4 separate regions of the Sus scrofa genome follow, and all the other regions are linked to region 3. The links are chromatin contacts, called in public Hi-C, HiChIP or PLAC-seq and promoter capture Hi-C maps. All regions are on one chromosome and are shown on one strand. Each heading gives the region's core, a stretch centred on a gene start, on an enhancer-like site or on the middle of the called end of the contact. The rest is flanking DNA. Distances are from core to core; before and after follow the strand shown.

Region 1 (3,504 bases), core at 483-2,982, 350 kb before region 3:
CGGGCCCAATTCCCCCGACCGAGGAAGGCCCTGGCGCCCGCCCCCACCCCCGCGGCTCCTTACGAAGCTGAGCGTGGGGCCCGGGCCGCCCTTCCTCTTCGGATCCCCGGGACCCGCGGCGGCGGCGGTGGCCGGCTGGTCGGGTCGCTGCGGGCCCGGGGGCGGCTCCTCCTGCCGCTGCCGCTGCTCCTCCTCCATCTTCCGCTTGAACAGCTCCAGGAAGCTGCCGTCGTTGGCGAACAAGTTCACGCCGCCCGTCACAGGGCTCGAACTAGCGCCCGACACTTCATCATCCCCGCTCTCGGGCGACGTCCCGGGCCCCGACTCAGCCCATCGGCTCCCGCCGCCGCCACCGCCCGCGGGGCCCGGCGCCTCCCGGCCCGGAGGCTCCGCCCGTCTCCCTCGGGCAGCCATTTTGTCGCCAGGTGCCGCGCAAAGGACTCCGGGAAGGCCGCTCCGACCCCGCGCTTGGCGCCCGACTTGCCTCGTCCCGAGCAATGCATGCTGGGAAGACCCGTCTAGTCCTCTAGCGTCCGCAGTGGGGGCGGGGCACGCGGGGCGGGGCGAAAGAGGAGTAAAGCTTGAAGCCGCGCACCAGCAGACAGATACATCGCCCTGCCTAGCGGATTATAGTAACCCAACTAAACTTCCGCGAGCGTTACGCAGACATGGTCTCCCCCGAAATAAGGCTATCGTCTAAGCCTACGGCGATAGCTGGCTCTCGGAGTGAGGTTCCCGCCTGGGACTTGGGGGCATATTCGCTTTTCTGGCACCAGAGAAAATCTCAACGTGGGGAAGGACTTCATCTGAGGCTGTGTGTTCAGCTGAATCTTCGGAACCTGGGTCCCTAACTAGATCTCGGGGGTACATCTAGTCTGGGCCCCCAGAATAGAAATGGAGGCGTCTCTGGGTTGGGTACCTGTCTTCTGAAATGGAGCTTTCATTTGGGAATAGAGACACCGCTTGCTCGAAGGAACTGGGGTCCTCATCTGAAAGTCAGGGTATTATTGTATGCGCTAGAGTACTTAGGTGAAGCCGCGGATATTTCTAGACTGCAGTCCCTATCTAAGGTAGAGTGTCCTCCAACGGCCTGGAACCGAGCATGTATTCCTGGGGCAGAGGTTCAAAAAGATAATTGGCTGAACTGCAGACTCCCCTCGAATAGGGAGCAAAGTGGAAGGAGGTTTTCGAGAACAGACCCCTTCTACGACAAAGAGCGAGGTTGCAAATGTTGGCCCTGCCCTGCGTGGGGCTCAGGGCTCAATGGACAAGGATCTGTGGCTTTCGCCCATAACTGGAGTTGTTCTGCCTCTAACCACTGGCACCCCGAGGACCTATCTCAAGATAGCTAATCGGTTCGTCTATGATTGGTTCGCGTCAGGAGCTCAATGGCTCCCAGCCAGTTGCCAGTTAGGTAACAGAAGAGACAGACCTGAGGCGGTGTTGGGACCAGATTTGGAAAATAGGGGGAAATGATCGACATGAAGTTGAGCCTATGGAGTCAGGTAGGAATGGACCTCGGATCAAACTTCTTGGAAAGGGCATGGACCGTGTGTTTGGCTGGTTGCTAAGGGGAGGTCGGCCGCTACAGGGACGTGAGAGTGATTGGTGAAAATAAGAAAAGATGAAGCCAATGGAAGGAGTGTGGCAAGACGTAGGGCCCAATCAGTGAAGGGGAGTGACCTGGAAGGTACCAATATGTTAATTAGGCAGGGGGAGTCTTTGAAAAAATATAGACAAGAGGTTGACAAGGTGAACCTTGGAAGGGGATAATATGGAAATATAGCTTCTATTATCACCTAAAAGTCAGATCATGAGAAAATTAATTCACGCTTCTAGCCGTGACGGGATATGATAGGAAATTTCCCCTGTAGGTGCTTTGCATAGTTCGCTCCGCTTGATCACGTGAGCCGGGTCCAAGATGGCGGCAGGGGTGGCCGGGTGGGGGGTTGAGGCAGAGGAGTTCGAGGATGCCCCTGATGTGGAGCCGCTGGAGCCCACGCTTAGCAACATCATCGAGCAGCGTAGCCTTAAGTGGATCTTCGTTGGGGGCAAGGGTGGCGTTGGCAAGACCACCTGCAGGTAAGGAGGCTGCGGCGGGGGCCGAGAAAACGGGTGGGATGTACCACCGGTTAAAGGGGAGGCTATGGGCCGGTCTTCCACAACCAACATGGCTAGAAGGCTGGCCCGGGGTCTTCAGGGTTGTACTCTCCGGAAATTACGTGGAGTAAGTGGAAGATACCTCCTGAATGTAGGTCCGCATCTTCTGAATCGTACAATCTGCTGGAGTTCAAGGGCTGAACCACATTTGATCCAGCGCACTGGGGGCCCGGAGCGCACTTAGATGTCTCAGTCAGCTGGACTGTACCAGATTGACCTCAGGGTAGGGCGAGGGGCACCAGGTGAACCCACTAGTCTGGTGAACCTTGCCATTATATGCCAACGTGGGAGTGGAGGTGGAAGGCTGGGAGAGGGCATATGATCAGGCTATCCCAGTCATCTGGGAGGAGGGAGAGGGGTCCCTCGGATAGAGTACCTGGGAAAAGTGAGTTGAACCATAGAGTTTAGCCGAAGACGCGAAGGATCCCTTAGCTTAGCGTTGTCGAAAGGGGCAGAGAGTCGAGCTATACTGGCTAGACAGCTGGACATGCCACTTTGCTAGTAAAGAAGTAAGCATCAGGCCAGACCGACATTCATTAGAACCTTGCTACTCTAACCAGCTAGAGGGGTCTGTGAGAGATGTCTGAGAAGGTCCCTCTACAAGGATTGAGGCTTGCTCCCACAGTTATCCATACTCTCCTCTCAAGGTCCTTGCTGATCCAGGTCCCCTGCTCCTGGGCCCCTTCATGTCCTCTTGCAGACCTAGGGAAAGCAGAGGCTGATTCTTCAATCCATACCTTTTGGCCTTTCCCTTGCCCAGCTGCAGCCTAGCAGTCCAGCTCTCCAAAGGGCGGGAGAGTGTTCTGATCATCTCTACAGACCCAGCCCACAACATCTCTGATGCATTTGACCAGAAGTTCTCCAAGGTGCCTACCAAGGTCAAAGGCTATGACAACCTCTTCGCCATGGTAAGTGTACCAGGATTCAGTCCTAACGCTCTGTCCCAACTCTGGCAAAGGCACCTTCAGGCTTTTCCCTTGTGAACAACATCCATCAGCAGTTACCATGTCCACCCATTCTCCATCCTCTGTCTCTCCACTTTCACCCCCTCAACATACCCATAGGGGAATGACTGAGGAATGCTTCTGGTGCAAAGGGAGACCAGAGTGACTGGAGCTTAATGAGTAAGGAGTCAGGAGAGAGACATCAGTGAGGGCTACATGGACCTTGTAGGCCCCTGGAAACAGGTCAGCTTTGATTCCAAGTTTAATGGGAAGCTCTTTGTTTTAAGCAGAGTAATGTCAATGCCAAATTAGTTTTTCAAAAAGTTCCTTGTAGGGAGTTCCCATTGCAGATTAAGAATCCAACTAGTATCCATGAAGATGTAAGTTTGATCCCTGGCCT
Region 2 (3,539 bases), core at 429-2,928, 420 kb before region 3:
TCTTGATTTAGAGGCAAGAGACTGAAGTGGGTCCAGGCCCTCCCAGGAAGGACACATAATTATGTCACAGATGCAACTCCCAATGGCACCATTTCTTAGAGCACCTCTCATTCACACCCTGGAGAAATAGTAGTAGGTAATGTTTCTTAAACATTTGCAAATACCAAGCAGCCACCCTGGGGTTCGGGGACAATATTTCCTGTTTTCAGACACTGAGGATCAGAGAGGGTAAGTGTTTGGGTAAGGTCATGTAGCCAGGAAGTGAAAGAGCCAGACTGCAATTTCAGGCAGACTCCCAGCTCTCAACAAGCCCCCAGGCCACACACATAGCTAGTAGCTGGCTCACACCCAATCACACAGGTAATGTAACTGAGCAGGGCCTTGTGGGGCTCTTGGGCACAAAAGCCTTTCTGTGCCCCCCATTTCTTGTTCTTAAGAAATTAGCCTCATTCAGCTTCCATAACCCTCCCTGAGTTACCAGGGAGGTTCAGACAGTTGCCGAACAGGGAAGCAAGGAGATACAAAGACAAGGGAGGAACAGTCAAGAAAAAATAGTACAGCCTTGGGACAGGATCCTGGTTCCCTCTCAAGGGATACACATAATAATATAGGCATCTTATACGCTTAAGAGAAAAGTTATATTACTTATGCTTCTTTTAGAAATGAACACTTTAAAATTGAACAGCTTAGAGTCTTTCCTTGTCCTTCTCCCTGGCTTAACTGCACCCTAAACAGTCACAGGTAAACTAAAGATTAAGCGTCCTGAGCACAATTGCCTGTGGATTAAATATTATTAGCACATGATTTTTTTTCAGGAACTTCCCTAGTTTGTTCTAATCTCTGATCAATATACCCTTTTCCCAAGTACTGTTTTTCTAGGCGACAACCCAGAAGACCACCATTGTGATCATGCTGATATCTCCTGACTCCAGCTTTGAAGACTAAGATCCCCCCCAAAGAAAGAAGAATGCATGTTTGTTCCAATCCTTGATTCCTATTTGAAAATCTGTCTTCCTTCTTTTTACTATAAAACTCCTAGCAATTCTTTCCAATGGCATTGGGAGGGCACAGTCTTTAGGGTATTAGCCTGCTGTGACCCTCCTTTGCCTGGCAAAGCAATAAAGCTATTTTTTTTCTCCTTCACCCAAAACTCTGTCTCTGAGTTTCTATTAGGCAACGGTGGACAGAGGCCAATCTTCAGCAACGGTAAATGTATGCAGAGTCCAGGTAAGCCAACCCGCAGAAGCAAGGGAGGCAGATACAGACAGCGCCATTCTCAGACACACACAGCCAGACCTCTCAATGACACCAAGCATATGCTCAGACCATGCTGTCATATTAGCAACCAGTCACTAGTCACCACAGAACTGAGCCACCCACAGACCCGAATCCTACTGGGAGCTTCACTCTGGAAGTTGAAGGACATTTCCGCTCGCGGGCCCACGCTCACCTGGTATCCGGCGGCCCAAACGCCGTGCGCCGCCAGCAACAACAAAAAAAGGAAGGAGAAAGGCGGGAGCGGTGGCTGCAGCGCGCCGGAGCGCTTCCGGGACCCCGCCTCGTCCTGGCCGCCACCAGCGCGGACCCCCCAAAACCGCGCCTCGGCAACCATGGCTCTGCTGCGGCCGCCACTGCCTCCAGGGGTTTCCCGTGCCGGGCCTAGGCTCAGCAAAGGCCCCGCCCCCAGGATTCGGCTTGACCAATGGGTGCCAGCGAGGGCGGGGCTAGGGTGTGGCCTAGAGAGTCACGAGACGGAGATAGTAGCTCTGGGTACCCTGGGGGCCTAGGAGTACAGCGAGGCCCTGGGTGTGTGTAGCCCCTCCCGGCGCTGGTTTCCTCAGAAAATGTTTTAGTCTAGCTGCTTCCTTGGAGGTAGGAGCAGGGGTCTCAGATTTTCCTACGGGTGCTGGGGTTTGCCTTGGAAGTAAAATATGTGCGTAGAATCCTAGGGTATGCCGTTGACCTTCAGGGCTAGGGTCCGCCAGGAACCTAGCTTGGCCAGGAGCAGAGGTTAATGGGTGCCCTTTTCTGTCCTACGGATTGAGACATTGAGTAAAGGAATTGCCTCTTACAGCGCTGGGGAGGGGTGGCATCCAGCCTTGGGAGAGACACGGATGTCCTCTGGAGAGGAGAGTGAGAACTTCACAGGTAAGGGAAAACGGTTTTTCTTGCCTTCCCTGGTCCCTACCAGTACATCTGACTTGCTTACAGTACCCCCATTCCCCTGATAAGAAAACCAAAGCCCAGGAGTTCCCATTGTGGCGCAGTGGTTAACAAATCCGACTAGGAACCAGGAGGTTGCAGGTTCGATCCCTGGCCTTGCCCAGTGGGTTAAGGATCCGGTGTTGCTGTGAGCTGTGGTCGCAGACGCGGCTTGGATCCCGCATTGCTGTGGCTATGGCGTAGACTGGAAGCTACAGCTCCGATTAGACCCCAGCCTGGGAACCTCCATATGCAGCAGGAAGCTACCCTAGAAAAGGCAAAAAAAAAAAGAAAAAAGAAAGAAAACCAAAGCCCAGATTCCTCAGATTAGCCCTGCTGCCAGAGGGCAAAGATCACTGTTCTGTCTCTGGCAGGGGACTTAGGGCTGGAGGCGTGTGAAATAAGAAAACTACCCTGAAGTCTCCAAACTAAGGCTCCCACCCAAGGTCTGACAGAGTGGAAGAACTGGAGCCCTTCCCCCTGCTAAGACAAGCACCCACAATGCACCGGAGAGTGAGGTCACAGAGAACATCCAGAATGCAAAACTTTATTAACTGGTTTCAACATGAAAATGATTGGAAACATGGACAGCACCTCCCCCAGCAGCAGGCAGGGTGGGGAAGGCAGGCAGGAGTGGGTTGGCCTATGCAATTCCCCTCGCTGCCTCAGCAGAAGTGGGATCCCAGGGACAGAGCCAAGTTCCCTCCATCCACCTGCTGGCCCTGAGACTACCTCACCCAGAGAAGCCCAGGACTGCAGTTGAGGGCCAGAGACTGAGTAGCCAAGGCCCAGGCCTAGGGCAAGGTGGACAGAGGGGTCCAGGATGGGACCCCTCTAGGCTGACATCACCAGGGGGGCGTCATGGGCTGAGGGTTCTGCAGATACGACATCACCACAGCAGAGATGGACAGCCTGAGACAGGAGAGAGGAGTCAGTCCAGGATGGATAGGCTTGGGGATCCCCTCCCCTTACCCAGGAGTCCCTCCCTCTCCAGGCCCAGGCTCACATGAAGCTACTCATCATCTGTTTAGTGTCCTCAGAGCTCCGGGAGTTGGCAAAGCTGATGAAGGAACAGTAGACGGCAACCCAAGCGCACCACTTCAGCTGGGAGAGGTAAGTGGATGGATGGGTTAGGTCAGTGAGAGGCACCCTAATGAGCCCACATAAGGGCCATTCCCAGGCACCAGTGCCAACCCCAAGTCCACCTGGTGCAGCTCAAACCTTGCCCCACAAAGTCCCACAGTCCCAGGCCCCCATAGCTAACTCCGGTACCAAAGCACTGGTCCTACTCCCTTGTCCTGCATGTCTGACCCCACATCCCCTCAGGCCTAAGGAGA
Region 3 (3,388 bases), core at 408-2,907:
CGAGAGCGGAGCCACAAGGGGAGAAAGAGAGGCCTTAGAGGCCCGAAGTGTGGAAATTTCCGCTCTCTCTTCGGCCATCTTGGTTGTGGGCGGAAACGGCTTCCTGCCCGTACCTATTCCTCTTCGCATCTTGGTCCACAGATGTGTCAGTTCTGTCTGGCTGGGTTCGAGTCAGAGCTCCCTACGCCTTGGTTGAAGACCCAGGCCTTCGGATTGTTGCTGCGCAACCATGGTTTCCCTTCTGGGCAATATAAATAACAATAGTCTCCTTCAAATCCGGTCAGATTATGGCTGGGGAAGTGGCTCCTTCAATTAGTAGATCATCTTTATGATGCTCCTGCACCTAGATCCTGTCCTGGAAGATGGTTCCAGCCCAGGGTCAGGTGTGACAGGTTTGGGGAGCAGTATGGGGATGGGTGGTCTCTCCACCTTCCCGCGGGGCCAGGGTGAACTGCAGGCATTCTGTGACGAGTTCTGTTTGATTTACCCCTCCTCTTTTTTTCCTGCGGAGGAGGGAAGCATCCCGGGGCAGGATGGCCCTGGATGGGGGCCCTGGAAATGCTTCTGGAGGGTAGGATCTTTCTGGGTGCGACCTGGGGGTCGTGGGAGGGAGTGTGGTGGGGGCAACTCTGAAGATAGCCTGCAATGAAGTCCTTTGCGCGTGGAGTGGGACCAGGGAATGTCTGGAGAGGGACTCAGGGTGGCCGCCTGTGCGACAGAACCTTTATGTGTGGGGTCTCCGAGAAAGCATTTTTTTTTTATTGGTGGGGGGGACCGTTGCCCGAGTGGGGTCCTGATTCTTGGAGCGGGCTATCTTAAGAAACCCTCAGAAGGTCGCCCCTGTTGTGTGTCAGAGACAGCGCCTGGGCGGGGGATGTCGTTGTGGAGTTTCGTGGGATTGGGAGTGTGGGGGAGCGGGGATGAGGACGTTCTCAGCGAGTAATATATGGCAGGATCGCTGAATGGGAGCGGTTTTGGGAGAAGTCTTTTAGAAGAGAGAATAATTGACCCCCCCATGTGTCAGAGTTGGAGATGGGGGACCTGAGCGTGATCCAGAGGTGCAAAGGAGGATCACTTTAAGGGGAGGGGCAGGATCTCCATGGAGGGGACCAGAATGAGAGTCCTCAGGGAGTAGCTGCTTGAGTTGGCAAGGTCTTTGTGTAGATCTCTGGGATACGGCGTCAGAGTGAACAGTGAGGTAGCCCCTACACGCCAGCAGGGGCTTTTCTGGAGGGGCGTCACATCTTCCCGGTCTCCGGAGGGAAGGAAGCGAAACTTTCTCCTTCCTCTCTGTGGGCCGGGCTGAACGCCGCTCCGGAAACCGGGGGCTCCAGCCAGCCCTAGCTGCCGGGAGAGAAAGAGCGGAGGGGGCGTGTCCGGAGGCTAAGGCACCACCCCCGCCCGGAAGAAGCCCGTGGCTGTCCCGTATCGAGATCCGGGTTCCTGTCCTTATATGGGCAGCCGGAAGCGGCTCACGCGCACGCTCTACGTCATTACTTCCAAATTTAGTGGTGGAAGTCTAGCAGATCTCTTGGCGGGAAGGCTCGCGCAAGAGTTGGGGGCGGTGGAGCCTTCCCTTAAAGGGCCCGCACCACGAATGAATGGAACTATTCGAACCGTATTGCTTTTTTTTTTTTTTTTTTTTTTTCCTGAGTAACTGGAATTAGGTTTCCTTGGAACTGTAGTGCGAAGCGGAAGGTGGGGCGGCTGTTTTCTATCTGCTCTATTTCTGAGTTGTTCAGTTTTCAGCTTCTACCCCAACTCCGCCTCCTGGGGAGCAGAGGCGGAGCACCGCTGCGTCGTTTGGGGGGCCACAGCCACGTGCTCACTCGGGTTGTGTTGCGGCTGGGTACTCCGCCTTACGAGTTCCACGCCCACGGTGGATTTCGTGCCTAGGGAAACAGACGAAGTGGGAGGGTGATTCTTGCGGAGCGCAGAGATGGCAGCCTGGACTGCACTTGTGTCTGCAGACATCCGCCGCCCGTGGAGTGGGCATCTTTGCTCTAAGGCAACGCAACCAGCGTGTCCCGCCTTCTTACCGCTTCCATACGGAGGGGAATGGAGAGGGCTGGAGGCCCAAACGGTCTCGTTTCACCGCAGTAGCCCATTTATTTGTTTAGCAAATATTGGACGAATCACTCTTGTCTAGGTTTCCCCACCTGAAGAAATCAGATATAACTACCCTCCGCGGAGTGGAGGTGAGAGATCAATAACATATTTATGAAAGGAAAGACTTTAGCGCGTGGCACATAGTAAGTGCTTAATAAATGTTGCTAGCATCGTTATTAACAACAAAAAAACGTTAATTAAGAGACTGGTAGATGCTAGGCACTGTTCCCACGGGGGATGTACCGGCTGGAACCCGGGTCTTCCCAGGTGCGAAAGGAAACTTACAAGCTAAGGCCAGCTCGCTGGGCTCTACAGACGCAACCCGTGGGTCGGCCCTGAGCCCCACCTACGGCCCCCCTACACTGGGCCTGCGCAAGGATGCACTGGGGCCACTGAGAAAGGATACCGCCGGGAGAGGTCAGCTTGGACTGGGGAACGCTCACCCTCTACAAGTTCGGGTCCCTTTTCATCTCAGGGTAAATCCCACCCTGTCCCTTTAAGGAGTCTCTAGCCCCGCTGCGCTGCGGAAAGCCCGGATGCGGCTCTCTGATTGGGCGGGGCGTCTCCGTGACATCACACTGGGTACAAAAGGGCCCGGGTGGCGGGCGGCCGGGCAGAGCGTCCTACTAGTCTCTCAGTGTGGGTATCTCCGCAGAGAGAGGCGTGAACGAACGCATAGTCTGGAGTGCACCTGCCACCTCCCCTGCCCAGCCCAGAGTCCCCGCCAAACCTCGGTCCCGCCGTCGAGTCGTCATGGAAGTGCAGAAAGAGGCGCAACGCATTATGACCCTGTCCGTTTGGAAGATGTACCATTCGCGCATGCAGCGCGGTGGCCTACGGTTGCACCGGAGTCTGCAGCTGTCGCTGGTCATGCGTAGCGCCCGGGAGCTCTACCTTTCGGCAAAGGTGGAAGCCCACGAGCCTGAGGTGCCCTTGCCACCCGCCCGCTCCCCTGATCCTCGCCTACACCCACCGCGAGAAGCGGAAGCCGCAGCCAATGCAGCGCTCCCCGACGGTGAGCCTCCCTCTCCGGAACCCATGGACACGCAGGAGGCGCCGAGAATCGAGGAGACCCCTGCCCCCTGTGCCCCGCGCCCTGCCAAAGTCAGCCGCAAGCGGCGAAGCAGCAGCCTGAGCGACGGTGGGGACGCCGCACTGGTCCCGAGTAAGAAAGCCCGTCTAGAAGAAGAGGAGGAAGGGGCCCCTTCGGAGGTCCTCAATCGCCTGCAGCCCCCTCCGGCGCAAACGGAGGGCGCCTTCCCCAATTTGGCGCGTGTCC
Region 4 (3,190 bases), core at 253-2,752, 390 kb before region 3:
ACCCATATCTCCCTATCTCACTTAAAGGACCAATAATTTTATTGCCCCCTTAGACCCAGAGAGGTCAAAGCCACAACACCACCAGGTCCCCACCATGTTGTGCTGCACGAGGTAACGGATGGTCTCACGAATGCCTGAACTGATGAGATTGGATGTGTAGCCCAGAAAAATGGTGCAGCCGGTGAGTGGGCGGCGGCTCTGAGTCAGGTCTGCATGCTGGTCTTCATCCTGAGACAGTGGCTCCAGTTTCTTCTCTATCTAGATGGAAGGGTAGAGTCGAGTTAACCTCTGGCCCCAAACTCCAGCCCAAGGACCCCAGGTGGATTTCAGAGTCAGACTCCTCCCTCCAGGCCCTGCCCACTCTGGGATATGGCACCATTTCTACCTGGAACCAAGGAACGAACACCCCTGTGCAGGCTCTATCCTGTTCATAGCCCAAGTCTGAAGTCACATACTCAAGCTTTACCCCTTTTGAGGAGGTGGAGAGCATCCCTTTTGCGGGCCTGACACCTCTCCTAACTGGAAGGGAAAATTCAACCTCAGATTCTGCCCTTACTTGAGGTCCTCCTTCAACTGCTCTTTCAGCTGCAAGGTCTTGCCCCAGGATCTGTCCATTTCAGATCACTTTCACAAGCTGCATAAAACGCGCTCCCTATCCAGCATTAGTACCAACCCATTCCAGGTACTAGAATATTGACAATGCGGCATGTCCCCTTCACAAAGCAGAAACTCCTGTCCCCGCCTCTTTCCAACTACTGGACGAAGAAGACAACCGCCTCCAGGAAAGTCCCGCCCCCAAGTACTGCAAAATGCTACTGGAGGCCACGCGCCATCAACCCAGGAAGTCTTATCCAGGCCTCACCATGGCGTTGACTTGCTGTACCGCGCGCCCGAAGTTGGTGGCCTGGAAACCAGTGGTGCCGAAGGCCTCCAGCAGCGCGCGGTAGTCCACACCGCGGTTGAAGTCGTAGCCCCGGACCTGGGCGCTCTCGGAAGGCAGAGCCGAACTGTGCTTCAATACTGCGGCCAGCGCCGCTGCAGGCGCCTCCCTCTCCGGGAGACCCTCCATACTCCCGCGGCCGCGCTCTCAAATCAGAGCTACTCCAGGGCAGGCCAGGCCAGGCCTCCGGTGGCCTCGAAATGCGCTAAGTCCCGGCTCGCACTTCCGTAGGAGAGCGATAGGCTGGGGAGGCCCGGATGCTTTGTAGTCACATGACCCGACGACGACCGAAGGCCAGGGCGCAGCCATCTTTGCTTGTGTATTCCGTAGTACGGAAGCCGCAAGGAGTCATTATCTCCTGTTTCGCTTATTCTCGTCGCAAATCGATGAAGAGTCTTACTTTCACTGCCGCCTGCTGGAGACTCACCGCATTGGGTGGCGCTTGCTCGTTCGTTTCTGTCCTCTCAGAGAGAGGATGGCTTCATAGACGTCACCTTTGGACGGAATTCGAATCACCAGAAGTATCAGACAGTTTCTGCCTCTGAGCGTCAAATGGGATACTGGTCCCTATTCGGGTCTTGCAAGTCTCCAGAATTTCCACATGCTGCATAACCCTCCGGTATTCCTTCCCCCGGCAGCTGCAGCCTTCCCTACTTCTGGGAATCCTTCCCTGACCTTTCTCTGGGTAAGGGCTCTCCTCTGGGATCCAAGGCTGATTATCTCTTTCCCTCCAGCAAGGCTGAGATCCTGGAGGGTGAGATCTGTGTTTCATTGGTCCTCCTAACCATGCATAGAGTCTTGTCCAGAGGGGACCCCTTTAATCACTCTATCTACAATTCATGGAGTCTAAACTGTACATTGGGCTTTGTGTTGGGTGCTGCATATTTATCAGTGAACAAGAAGCAGATCCTGCCATTCTGGAACCGCCGGTTTGGGGACCCAGAAGGGTAATAACAATGGTAACTACAATTTAGGATTTAAACAGGCTGATGTGAGAGTCTTTGGGGTGGAAGGTGAATGGAAGAGTTGGTGATTTTATTTGGAGGGAGAGGTGGTTGGAAAAGGACTCCCAGAAGGTGACATTTGAGCCAAGGTCAGAAGAGAAAGGCAGGCACCATACGTGAAGATGGGGGAGGAGAGGAAGCCATTCCTCTGCCGCCTCCTAGTGGGAGAAAACAGCCACTGTAAAGACCCTGAGGCTGAAAATGAGCCTGCTTAGTAGTAAGAACAGAGCATCCTTCTAAATGGTCCCCACTTGGATCTCAAACTCACCACCTTAGTTCCCTCCCAGCCTAACCCCAATTTTCCTGCAGTCCGCACCCCCATCCTCCATTCATCTAGTAGACTAAAAACTGGGGAGTTGAGGAGTTCCCGTTGTGACTTAGCAGTAATGAACCCAACTAGTATTCACGAGGTCTTGGGTTCAATCCCTGGCCTCGGGTTTGATCCCTGGCCTCGCTCAGTGGGTTAAGGATCCAGCGTTGCTGTGAGCTGCGGTGTAAGTCACAGACGTGCCTCAGATCCTGGTTGCTGTGGCTGTGGTATAGGCTGGCAGCTACAGCTCCAGTTGGACCCCTAGCCTGGGAACTTCCATATGCCACAGGTGCAGCCCTAAAAAGACAAAAGAAATAAAGAAAAATAAAATAAAACCCGGGGAGCTCAGCCTGATGTATCCCCTCCTCTCACACCCCACATCCCTCCCTCAGCATGTCTGCCAAATTCTGTCTACAAAATAGATCTCACATTCAGGTGCTTTCTTTTTCTCTCTCTCTTTTTTTTTTAATGGCTGCACCAGCTGCATATGGAATTTCCCAGGCCAGGGACTGAATCTGAGCTGCAGCTGTGACCCACGACACTGCTGCACCAATGCCTGATCCTTTAACCCACTGTAGCAGGCTGGGAATCGAACCCATGACCTGAGTCACTGCAGTCAGGTTCTTAACCCCCTGTACCATAGTGGGAACTCTACCAGGTGTTTTTCTTCATCCTCACAGCCTCCACGTGGGGCTTCTCCTTCAGTCCAATCCCCAGCTGTTGCCAGAGAGCTCATTAAACAAAAATCAGATACCGTCATTCTCCGTTAAAATTCTCTTATAGGAGCACCCGTCATGGTGCAGCAGAATGAATCTGACTAGGAATCATGAGATTTCCGGCTTGATCCCTGGCCTCATTCAGTGGGTTAAGGATCCCGCATTGCCATGAGCTGTGGTGTAGGTTGCAAACGTGGCTTGGATCTGGTGTTGCTGTGGC

What was found. Promoter capture Hi-C pulls out the DNA fragments that hold promoters and counts their contacts. A called contact is a pair of places that touch in the nucleus more often than the background predicts. HiChIP or PLAC-seq counts read pairs in DNA pulled down with a chosen protein or histone mark.
Region 1: a Hi-C map of liver shows a contact between it and region 3, with 5 times the contacts expected there. The contact joins the promoter of ASNA1 here to the promoter of IER2 in region 3. A contact is called at or near these places in 1 of 5 promoter capture datasets (liver), 2 of 47 Hi-C or Micro-C datasets (heart right ventricle and liver) and 1 of 2 datasets of contacts at active chromatin or transcription factors (alveolar macrophages).
Region 2: a contact with region 3 is called in an H3K27ac HiChIP or PLAC-seq map of alveolar macrophages. The contact joins the promoter of MAN2B1 here to the promoter of IER2 in region 3. A contact is called at or near these places in 1 of 47 Hi-C or Micro-C datasets (liver) and 1 of 2 datasets of contacts at active chromatin or transcription factors (alveolar macrophages).
Region 4: a contact with region 3 is called in a promoter capture Hi-C map of liver, with 2.5 times the contacts expected there. The contact joins the promoter of GNG14 here to the promoter of IER2 in region 3. A contact is called at or near these places in 1 of 5 promoter capture datasets (liver), 1 of 47 Hi-C or Micro-C datasets (liver) and 1 of 2 datasets of contacts at active chromatin or transcription factors (alveolar macrophages).

Annotation. Positions count from the first base shown.
Region 1 is chr2:66,259,363-66,262,866 of Sscrofa11.1, reverse strand. It overlaps ASNA1 (ATPase ASNA1), which reads left to right and starts at 1,732. Exons shown (of 7, transcript XM_003123324.4): 1 at 1,732-2,082; 2 at 2,921-3,068. The coding sequence starts at 1,922. It overlaps C2H19orf43, which reads right to left and starts at 481. Exons shown (of 3, transcript XM_003123323.4): 1 at 64-481. The coding sequence starts at 414.
Region 2 is chr2:66,327,190-66,330,728 of Sscrofa11.1, reverse strand. It overlaps MAN2B1 (lysosomal alpha-mannosidase), which reads right to left and starts at 1,678. Exons shown (of 24, transcript XM_003123314.4): 1 at 1,451-1,678. The coding sequence starts at 1,612. It overlaps WDR83OS (WD repeat domain 83 opposite strand), which reads right to left. Exons shown (of 4, transcript NM_001001645.1): 3 at 3,209-3,306; 4 at 2,734-3,114. The coding sequence ends at 3,048. LOC100736972 (a long non-coding RNA gene) reads left to right here and starts at 1,718. Exons shown (of 6, transcript XR_002341622.1): 1 at 1,718-1,872; 2 at 2,075-2,148; 3 at 3,234-3,315.
Region 3 is chr2:65,910,760-65,914,147 of Sscrofa11.1, reverse strand. It overlaps IER2 (immediate early response gene 2 protein), which reads left to right and starts at 1,657. Exons shown (of 1, transcript XM_003123342.4): 1 at 1,657-3,388. The coding sequence starts at 2,863. It overlaps STX10 (syntaxin-10), which reads right to left and starts at 16. Exons shown (of 8, transcript XM_003480777.4): 1 at 1-16.
Region 4 is chr2:66,301,437-66,304,626 of Sscrofa11.1, reverse strand. GNG14 reads left to right here and starts at 1,502. Exons shown (of 3, transcript XM_021083731.1): 1 at 1,502-1,625. The coding sequence starts at 1,542. It overlaps DHPS (deoxyhypusine synthase), which reads right to left and starts at 1,252. Exons shown (of 9, transcript XM_003123318.5): 1 at 863-1,252; 2 at 94-258. The coding sequence starts at 1,069.